Regions from separate parts of the Anas platyrhynchos genome. Here region 1 is linked to region 2. The links are chromatin contacts, called in public Hi-C maps. All regions are on one chromosome and are shown on one strand. The core of a region is the stretch at or near the end of the contact, and the rest is flanking DNA. Distances in the headings are between cores, read along the strand shown.

What was found. A called contact is a pair of places that touch in the nucleus more often than the background predicts.
Region 1: a contact with region 2 is called in a Hi-C map of liver, with 2.1 times the contacts expected there. The contact joins the promoter of E2F5 here to the enhancer-like site in region 2. A contact is called at or near these places in 3 of 8 Hi-C or Micro-C datasets (liver, skeletal muscle and subcutaneous adipose tissue).

The regions. Positions count from the first base shown.
Region 1 is chr2:28,115,454-28,120,919 of IASCAAS_PekinDuck_T2T, reverse strand. E2F5 (E2F transcription factor 5) reads left to right here and starts at 1,648. Exons shown (of 9, transcript XM_072034482.1): 1 at 1,648-1,858. LRRCC1 (leucine rich repeat and coiled-coil centrosomal protein 1) reads left to right here. Exons shown (of 19, transcript XM_027452424.3): 19 at 416-747. The coding sequence ends at 538. It overlaps LOC140001846 (a long non-coding RNA gene), which reads right to left and starts at 3,522. Exons shown (of 4, transcript XR_011807429.1): 1 at 2,863-3,522.
Region 2 is chr2:28,069,124-28,074,774 of IASCAAS_PekinDuck_T2T, reverse strand. No RefSeq gene overlaps it. Among named protein-coding and RNA genes, the nearest start is that of RBIS, 25 kb to the left of the region's middle. Within about 2 kb of position 1,629, at least 1 of the 8 cell types and tissues checked has an H3K27ac peak or open chromatin away from gene starts, as enhancers often do. A contact at or near this core is called in subcutaneous adipose tissue, where this site is marked.

The DNA of each region.
Region 1 (5,466 bases), core at 399-2,898, 46 kb before region 2:
TCTACACAAGTAGATATTTTAGTTTTGATACATTACTAGCAATCTCTTAGTAAATTAATACGTTTTTAAACAAAATTCTGCTATTGCAAATTTTGCTTACTGGCAAAATTGCTATACTTATTTAACTGTCTGATACCATATGCCATCGACTTTTTCTGATTCAGAGATTTTTGTCCTGTCATGTCTTTATTGGTGGTGTTTTATCTAGCTCCTTAAGAAAATACTTATTTATGACTACTACTACTGTTAAATATATTTTTTCCTTTCCGTAATATAAAGTTTAAAACAAGTTTTTTAAGTTCCATAAGCATGGAACTCCTCCATTTCTTATCAGCGTTAAAAATTGGCAAGATTATATGTTCATTGGTGTATTAAGGATAAGCAAGAATTATATTTGATCTGTATATGCTTTCAGGTTTACTGTGTCGAAGAAGAAATGCGTCAGCTTCTACAGGAAATGGCAAACAATAAAAAAGCCATGGAAAATAAAATCAGACGAATTACATCTGCTCTGAGCGACATTCAACAGGATCTTTGAAGCTTTATGCCTTATATTTGAGAGTTGTCCTTCATTAATACACTTTTTAGTGTATGTATTAATTTAAACAAATGCACTACAGTGCACTTTTTTCCTTGTTTGCTTTGAAGTGCTTCCAGAGAATAAGTCTTTGTGAAGAATTTTGAAGGTTTGAGAATCAGACAAATATTTATATAGTGTTTTCATAATAAATATTTTTTCTAACCTTTGGTTATTTTTTACTATTCTGTGAAATTAGATCAGAATCAATCTATTACTGACATCATCATATGAATGAGGCATTAATGTTCTTAATAAAAGAATGTAAAAACGAGATTTTCTAGATGCAAGAATACAAAAGTATATGAAGACAAGCTTTAAGGTTTCCTTCATCTGAATGGAGATTCTTGTAATAAGAGATCCAATAATTTACCTGAAAATGTTTAATCTGCCCTCGTTGCAGCAAGTGGCTTCTAACCAGGCTTTATGGAAACAACTCATAAGCCTTATGCTAATATGACTGTTCTAACATTTACATGATAGAGACTTCAACATCTTCATCTATTTCACTTAGGGGCTCAGAAGCCCCTAAATGTTAATTTTACTGCACTATCACTGGAAGTACTTAGTGCTGTGGTAGTAATTATAATGTCATATTTGTTGGTACACCAGGTGGAGCTATTTCTTCCCACCTTGCATCTCACAGTAGTTAAAGCAGGGTCAGATAGCACAAGTGACAACAGACGCTACTAACCTGATTTCAGTATCAGCTTGTTCTGAACCCCCACATGTGCACTGTAATGTTGTATAGGTAATTTAAAAAAAATAAATAAATAATGCTAATGACAGGCCACAGACCTTTGGTTAATTGTGCAAGGCCTGTTGGGCTTGTTACCAACTTGTTATGAGAACTTGCCGTATGAAGCAGAGGCTGGAACACCTGCCTCTTGTTACGAGGAACAGCTTAAGCATGGGATGGTAGCAGAGGCCTTGAAAATATGGGCAGAAGCTGAAGCAGAGGCTGCAGCACCACAAGTAACTCACAGCTGCTGCTATCTTTTAAAAAGCACAACCTTGGGAGGTGGGAAAAGACTGCTTTTGCTTTAAGAAAGGAATCTGCAGTGAAGAAAAAAAAAAAAAAGGTGGAGGTCAAGGGCTGGGAATTGTTCAGACATTGTGTACTGCCTTATAAAAGAGGAATATCCTAGGCTTCTGGGAGGGGGCAGAAAGAAGACACCCGCTTTGGTGCTGGTTCCTTGCATTCAAGGGTTCCTGCATCTGGCCACTGAGACCAGCAAGGAGCAGAGACATCAGTACTTACAATGGGTCATCCGCTCTCTGGTAACGTACTTTCCCAGCTAATGTATAAGTGTAATGATAAAGGGCTGACTTCTTTGAATCTATGTAATAACTGATAATATGTAGTAATGAATACATGGGGTAACAGCAAGGGGCAAGAGCTAATGCAATTGTGTGTCAGTCTAGTAAATCTTGCTGTAAAGTTTAAAATTAGTTTAATTTATTTGTTGCCTACTATCACAATAATCTCTTGATTCCCTGATGATAGTATCTCAATGCTACCTAAACGCAGAAGAAAATGTCTTCTCATTCTTAACTTGTGCTCTGCACACGGGCTTCTTCAGAAGCCACGTTATGTGAAAAAATACTAATCTGGAAAACTTTCTATAACAGTTACATGAATGTCACATAGAAAGGTTGCAGTACTCACGGAGCACTTCAGAGCATTTTCTGTTACGACTTTTATGTGTTTCTTTGGGCGTTTTTCTTACTATCTGACAAGGTTACACTTCAAGTGAAATAATTGAATACGGGGGATGTACCAGCAAGGTAAAAGAACTTTGTACCCTGATTTGATTTATTAATGTCAGCTTCAGATTTTTTCCCTCCAAAACTTTTAATTCTGAAATTATTTCCTGATTTTGTCACAGGGAGGAGCTACTGCTTTTCACCATAACTCTTATTGTTCTTTGTTCTTGGCTCAGAAATCTCATACCGTAGCACCTGGGTATGTACGTGCTGTGGTAGTGTTTGTATTGTTTGGTTTTCATGGGTCTAATTCTCCCTCTGGCATTGCTTCCCTCTTTTTTTTTTTTTTTTTTTGGTCTTTTCCAATACTACTTCCTTCTTGCAGTGCTTCTCTAAAATCCACAGTGTAGGAATTCTAAAGCTTCTCTACTTTTAACATAACAATGTAGAGAAAAACGTTTATCTGAATGGAGACTCCTGACACACATAGTCAGATGCCAGTGTGAGGGACAAGGTAAGCATCCCCTACTGGCCGTGCCTTTGTTTGGAGCATCACTGTGCCCTGTGTCTTGTCTCACCTGCGTGCTCCAGCAGCTAGGGCTGAGCTGGGGTCTGAGAGCCAGGGAGGGCTGCTGTTTTTTGGGGGCTACAGGTGCTGTGCTGGTTGTGAAGGGCTTCAAGCAAAGTTTCTCAGCTGCTAGAATCATATGACAGCTCAGGTTAAAAGGGACCTTAAACATCACCCAGTTCCAACCCCCCCTGCCATGGGTGGATACCACCCATTGGACCAGATTGCCCAGGACCTCATCCAACCTGGCTTTGAGCACCTCCAGGGATGGGGCATCTACAACGTGTCTGGGCAACCTGGGCCAGTGCCTCACCACCCCCACAGTGAAGAATTTCCCCTAACCTCTAATCTAAATCTCCCCTCTTATAGTTTAAAACCATTTCCCCTTGTCCTGTCGTTATCTGACTGAGCAAAGAGTCGCTCCCCATCTTTTTACAAGCCCCTTTAAGTACTGAAGGGCCTGAAGGAGGTCTCCCCGGAGCTTCTCTTCCCCAGGCGGGCCACCCCCGTCTCCCTCAGCCTTTCCCTCTAGAAGAATTGCTCCAGCCCCTCGACCCCCATCCGGCAGCAGCCGGGGCAGGGGCACTCCGCGTTCACTACGGACGCAGCTCCGGCGCCCACACCCAACCCAAGAGGCCCCGCCTCGCCGCGGACAAGCCGTGGTACGGGGGGGGGGGGGGGGACCCCTCGTCAGGCCCCCACACACCCCCCCAAAGGCCCCGTCCCGGTGCCGGGCCGCCCCGCGGGCCCCACCACGCCGGTGTCCAGGCAACGGCGGCCCCGTCACTTCCTGCGGCGCCGCCCCTCCCGCCGCAGCCCCCGGGCCGGCTCCGTTCCGGGCTCGGGCTGTTGCGGCGGCGGCCACACGTGGCGCGGCCCCGCGGGCGGGCGGGCTGGCGGCATGGCCGCGGCGGCCGAGGCGGGTGGTGGCGGCAGCAGCAGCCGTCACGAGAAGAGCCTGGGGCTGCTGACCACCAAGTTCGTGTCGCTGCTGCAGGAGGCCAAGGACGGCGTGCTGGACCTCAAAGCGGTGCGCGGCGGGCGGGCAGCGCCGTGCTGCCGGGGCTCCGGGGCCCCGCGGCGGGCCCTCGGTGCGCGGAGGTCGCGGGTGCTCGGCTGGCACAGCCGCGGGGCGGGGGCCCCCTCGCCGCTTCTCGGGTCGTGAGGGGAGCGCCGGGCTGCTGGGGCCGGTGGGGAAGTTTCGAGGCAGGTTCTGATGCCCTCGTGGCGCTGGCAGCACCGTGCGGGACGGTGCGGGAGACTCGGGGCTTCCTCAAATAGGTGTTGGAGAAGCAGCAGCAGGCATCGCCCTGGCTTATCTTGTTGAGATACAGGGAGGAGTAAGGCGGTGTTTGGCCGGCTGGCTCGTCCCTGGGGATCTTAGCAACGTGCTGCCTTGGTGCTCACAGCCCTTTCTGGACAGCTCAACTTATTTGTTTGTTAGGTTTTAGGGCTCTTGGAGGCAGTGCGTGTGCTCGGAGCCTTTTTGCACATCCATGTGCAGAGAGTGAGTGCCTAAAACCTTCCTGCGGCTGGTAAAGCTGTCCAGAGGGAGTTGGGAAGATGCTGATAGGGGCTGTAACCCAGCATAGCTGTGCTGGGGGCTTGGATGGTTCATACAAGTTGGTTAATTTATTCACATTTAATTTGCCTCTGTCTTCACTAAAATGTAACTAAGCACTCCACAAACGGGATTGTTGTGTGGCTTACTCCATCTGTCAGGTCAGTTTGAGAAGCACAAAAAAACCCACTACATTTGGAAGACCCTGGGCCAAAAAGCTTGGCTTAAAGAGCTGATGAGGGGGGATTTGAACAATAAAGTTGAGCTGTATGACTAGATGAGACTGACATTTCTGTTTCCCTTTTGTGAGTAAAGGGAATATTCCCATTGAAAGAAAATGGTAGTGCTGATGGTAAAAGCGCTAGTAACTAGTAACGCTAGAAAAGTAAATGGGTATTGCAAAAATCTTAAAAAGCTCTGTTCAGAACCTTTACTGGAGACTGGTTTCTGAATTACATGGCGTATTGGATTTTTTTTTAGTAAATACTAACTGAAGTGAGTAAATCGTTAAAGCTTTCATAAACAGTCAAACCATACATTTCTGTAACCTGCTATTTCTCATAAGTAAGTCACGCATCTAGGAACAAAATGAACAGCAGCACGCATATCATATGGTGGTGTGCTTAGGAAACCGAAGAACAGAACGCTCTTTGAAACGAAACAGAGAGTTCCAAGAAATGATTCATGCAGTGAAGATTTTCAGATGTCTCTTATCCTATTTACAGGTATTGACCATCTGATGTCTTGCAGCTGATTAGTGTTTCTGTAGCAAAATCGTAAGTGCACTGTGAAGAAAATACAATTTGGAGTTATTCAGTGTACTTTCAGCTTTGTGATTTAGTAATTGAGAATGAAAGGCAGTGTTACAGGATGTTTCCTGGTGATCTTTGGATACGTCTGTGGTTAAGCAGTCTGTAAAATGATACCTGGGGGCACGTGTGCTGACCCATTAAGAAACGGTAGTGGCACGTTGTCCTGTGCGTGCTCACTGCTTGCTGTTGGTGCAGGGAGCCTTGTGAGTTCTGCCAGCTGAACTTTGGAAATGTGTCAGGG
Region 2 (5,651 bases), core at 380-2,879:
ACTTTGGCCTTTTTGAGGAAAACAAGGCACTACAGTATCCTTGCTGATCAAAACATTTTTATTTTTTTTCAGAGAGCCTGGTTTTTGATTTCTGTTTTCCTTTTGTCCTATTCAAACTCCAGCTTCTTATGTATTTTTGATTTCATGAGTAAAACATTTACCTGGAAATCACTAATGGTATAAGCATACAAACTTATGTTTCAAAATTGTTTTAAAATTCCCATTGTTATACCAAAAAAAAAAAAGACCCAGGTATGGATAATCAAAAGAATGCTGTGTCCCCAGGTCTGCAGAATCCAAGAAATTGCTGAAGATGTTTGAAATAGTATTTCTGTTACCTGTTTGATTGCAAATATAACCAAGAACAATTTCTTACTGGTATTGTGACATCAAACTAACTGTACAAGAGTTGTAGTACCACGCTATTCAACAACAGATTCTATATTGAAGTCTGTTAAAAATGTTTGCACAGACTAGCCAAAGAACTTCTAGCCTGATGCCCCCAAAAATGATTTCAACATTTCAAAATAGTTTAGCTCATCTTCAAAACTAGTCCATAGAAACTTGATCTGACAAACCACAGAAGCAAAACCCAGAACAAAACGTTTCCTGAATATGTGCTGCAGCAAACTTATTTGAATTAGTTTTGAACTGACTGAAACATAGTAATGGCTGTGTATGGCAAAATCAAAGTAAAACTGTTAATAATTTTTGAGTTGCTGTAACATGGTGTGTGGTATTTTCAGCAAGTATGCTCAGCAAACTCTTGAAATGGTCTCATCTGTATGCACTGCCTGATGGTATTAATGTAATTACTGTTCCTAAATATAGTTTCTAAAATGTTTAGAAAGAATACTGAACGATATATGTTCTCTCTGTATATACACTTATCTATATATACTTTATATAATATATACATGTTACATGTGTATCGACACAGAAACCCTATAGGAAGAGTTCTATGACTCTAGAACAGAGCAGCTTCTGTTGAGTGTTATGGCGTTGAGCTGAAACTGGATCGCATCAGCCTCTTGAAATCTACATTTAAGTAGATTTCTAGATTTCTGCCTAGAGAGGCTTCGGTGTTGCTTGTGGAGAGTATCAGGACAGCTACATTCAACAAGCAAGTATGTAAGAATGAAAAATGCACAGTGTTGATGCTATGCTACCTCCACAGAAGCTGTGTCTCCTGAACACTGGGGATGTCCAGCACTCTCATGTACCGGCAAACAGTGCCAATGTTAAAAACAAAACAAAACAAAACAAAACAAAACAAAACAAAACAAAACAAAACAAAACAAAACAAAAACAAACAAACAAACAAACAAACAAAAATAAACACTCAGTTTTGACATGTGCTCTGGAAATAGACGGATGATTAATTGAGGAAACAGGTATTGGGTTTGAAAATACCAATATAGACTAAATTATATTCAATAGTGTAAAATGTTGAGCTGAATGTGAACATCTGAGTGGGGAGCCCTGAAGGAGAAGAAAAACGCTGAAGACGGGAGGAGCATGACCACCAAAAATACTCTTCAGGGAAAGATCTGCTTTGCAGATTGCTCTTGCCGATAGGTGTCACTGTGAATAAAGCGTTGGCCTGGCTGCCAGGTGTCCGTGGGCACTGCAGCCCCAGTAGCGCCCTGCGGCCTCCAGGCATGGCCTGCGGGCAGGAGGGGAGTGTCAGTACCTTGCGGAGTTTGGGGCTTATTTCCGTTCGCAAAAGGGAAAAAGATTATATAAAAACTAAACGATGACTTTCAGATGTAACCAAAAGCACCATGTAGATTTAAAGGATCATATTTGGGTGAAACTGTACTTAAATGCTCACTTGTTCCTCATAAGCATTTACCACTGCATAGTGCCACATATGCCTCACGCTGTACTCCAGAAACAGCCACTATATGATCAAGTTTTTGTGTGTTTCCTTCTAGCTGGATTTTATTTTCCCAGGCATCAAAATAAGTGTATTTATATAATTTATCTGGACAGGTCAACACTACCAAGCCAGCTCTGTAGGCCCACCATGACTTGACTTGGTTGGGCAGTGGCAACCAAAGCAGCTGGGCAGAATGTGGGCAGAAGGTGACACTGCGGCCGCGGCTCTAGGGGCAAGCTCCGTGCAAGGACAAACACATGCAGGAAATACAAATGAGCGCAGATGATTATCCCTGCACAGATTTTGTTTGCAATTGTACCAATGACAGTTCATTTAGAAAATCTGGCCAGCTATTTAAAAAAAGCTTCTGGTTCAGTTTTCTGATTCAGGTAAACTGTGGTGCTACCTTCAGCTGTGGCACAGCTCCCACCTCATTCTCTGAAATTCCAGAAAGCACGTGCCAACCTGTCTCCCCCATTTATGAGACATGTAAGCACCACTTTTAGAGCCCTGGGCATGCTTCTTAGTTCCTATAAGTAAACCTCAAATGAGGATTAGCTGGAAATAGATCTGTATGGTTACGGAAAGATGGAAGCTGTAGGCATGGACAGGACAATAAACAATTGTTCCTTTCTGGGGTGTTATTATCATTATTATTTATTGGATAACTGGCATTTTCACCACTGATCTGTGTTTCATTTTCGGTGGCAGTGTGTGGAGGGTATATACAACTTACATAGCCCCATCTCTGCATTACTGCAATCAGGAAGTAATCTAGTAATCTAGCCCTGCAACATGACCACCTAATAGCAGAGTGGGAACACCCAAGATATCGGAGCTGAACAGCACTCGAGAATACCCACTGCATGTGTGTGATATTGCTTAAATAATGTAGAGGCCTCAAGATTGTGCTTCATTTTTCCCTAGTGACTAGTGAGGGTGTGTTGCATCATGACAGTGTGTTTGGAGATGTTTGTTTGTAGTTTATGACAAAGTAATTCCCTGTATGTTGTGGAGTTGCTTGCACTAAGCTCCTGCTAAAACTCGTTGAAAATTAAGAAAGATCAAAGATTAAACACAAGAATTTTCTCATGTATTCTGCATATGGTAATTGATGCAAGAAGAAAATGTGACTGTCTGAACTTCTTTGTATCAAAATAAAGAAAGATCCACATATTTTTATGGAAAGTATTTATTGCTGCTTATTTGTGTTTTACATGGTGTTGCTTGTACAGATGCACTAGGCTTCTTTTCTCTTAGGGCTTAAGGCTATCTCCAGCCTCTTTGGAGTCAGTAGTCATCCCAGTCTGGGCACCGGGTCAACTATTTAACATGCAGATCTTTGAGTGCTGAGATGTGCTTCACTCCTAGTACTTAGCACTCTTTCGTTGGTAGGCACTGTACAAACATTAGCTAATGCTTCTTATTGGCAGTGAGTGTTACCTTTCTTGTTTCTCAGGGGGAAAGCTATCCAGCCAAACTTTAAAACCACTAACCAAATCAATGGCTAGATAGCTAAAATGTTTTTGTTTTGTTTTGTTTTGTTTTTTCTATATTATTGTTGACATCACTTTTATTTTATTTTCTGGGTTTACAGAGAGGAACAATATCACACCCACGATGTAAATACTATCCAGTTACAGAAGTGAAGTGTTCAAGTTGAAAGCAGTGTAGCAGATGCCTCCTGATGGACTCCTTCAAAGCCTCCAGAGAAAAAATCAAGCATGTCTGCTGTTTTTCGCAGCAGAACTTAACAGCTATGCCTATCATGTTAAATAAAGACTAGGGCCCATTTTCTGGTCCTGGAAAAAAAGGCATGTGCAGATGAAATTTCCTGGGTATCTTCCTCTGTATGGTCTATTGGGAACCTTGACTCCACCACATCTGGGCTCTCTCACAGAGTGCTGTAGCTGACATTTTCCAAAACTGTGCTGAGGAGCTTCCTAGCAATGGCCGGGAACCATGTCCCATGGCCAAATCATGTCCCTCTCTAGTTGCTCATATGAAGGGGCATGACTAACATTTGTGGTGTTTGTTATGAGTGCCCTGCACAGCTCTGCCACTTGGGACTTAACCAGTGGCCTCTTTCTTTTCTGAGTCCTCGTGGAGTACCTGTGTGACAACTTGTCCCCACTCAGTCTGGATATTTAACTCTCTGTCAGCTGGCTGCTTCATGGGCACCACTGCACACAGCATTCCAGCACATTCCAGTCTCGTAAATGAGAGAGGCAGGCAGGCATACGCTTTTTGGAATTCTTACTGGATTTAGCCACCAACAGTCAGCCCAGGTTTCATTTTAGGTGCCAAAATGCATCTTCAAAATCCTGTTGTAAGTCTTTCTTGTGCTTCTCCTTACTTGTGAAATTTCTGTTAATGCTTGTTCTGCTTATAAGTCTGTTGTCTTTCAGCAGAAATTTAAAGTTTTTGTGACTTTTGTGTCACAAAAGCCAGCACATAAATGAGTGTTGATTTAACTATACGAACAGCCACCATCTTCATTAGGTGTGCAGTCAGACTAAAACCAGATGGTCCTGCAGTCAAAGCCTGCAGTCAAAGTGTGTGGGTGAGATTAAGGAAGATGAGAGCAATTACAAATTGGTTACCCTCTTCTTTGTCTATGAGGAAAGAGGGAGCCTTCCTGTTCATAGAAAGCCTGGAAACCTGGATGTGTAAGACATGACTTCAGGTCAGGGGCAGATCATATATTTGTCTCATGAAGAGCGATGGAAGGTGTTTTTGGAAAGCTGTTTTTGGAAAGCTGTGTTTTAATGGTAGGTCTGATCTAGGAGGCTGAGCCACCTCCAGCATGGGAGCTCTAAGCAGAAGCCCTGTTCTCTTCCTAACATCACACCATTTTTCTTTGTAGCTTTGCAGTAGTCACATCAAGTCAGTATTTTCAAACTAGTACTTAACTCCTTGTTTAGACATTTAAAAACCAGGTTTTAATTTCCATGATATACTGACTACCTAAGAAATCTCCTACTTAATGGTAGCTCTATCCCTGTAGCAATATGGGTCACTTCTTTTGTTATGCTTACAGATTTCAAAGCATAACCTTTGGGAACAATGGTTTGGTAGTTGCTCAATCTTATCATTTGTCTAACCACGCCATTGGAGTAATTGGATCCCACTATTCTTGGAGATCTACAGAACATGAATATAGATACTGTGTATGTCATGGCCTTGACCACAATTAGGTTTTAATATTTACTATTTTATACTTACAGTGTTGTTATATTGAAGCATTTATTTGAATTCAGTCTATGTTCTTTTCACAACTTGTACTATTACAGAAATGAGATTTCAGACTGGCCTATAGCTTGATCTCCTGTACATAAGTGTCTGGTCTTCAACTGCTTGAGCCAAACATCTGTTCTTCACCTCCCTCTCATCAATCAAATATGCTTGAATGAGTTAAAATGTCACTTGAAGAAAGAAATACACATACAACAAATACTTGGAAGGAAGGCTAAGGGATCAGAGGATAGGTCAGCAATGTTCATACCAGGGAAAACTAGGAGGCCAGAAGCAGGGTACAATGAGTGAAATAGGAAACAATTCTGTAGGTCTTGGCAAAGCTTTCATTTGCAATAATTATATAAAGCTGTCTGGAGGCTTTCTCTGGAGCCTTTCTTTCCCTTCACCAAATGATGAAATAATCCAAGTTACAAACTTCGCAGTGGGACATGTAATGGAAATGCAAAATGCATTGTTCGCTAGCAGCCTTGTAAAGTCTTGCCTAATCCTACAGGGCTTGTTTAAGGGCTGA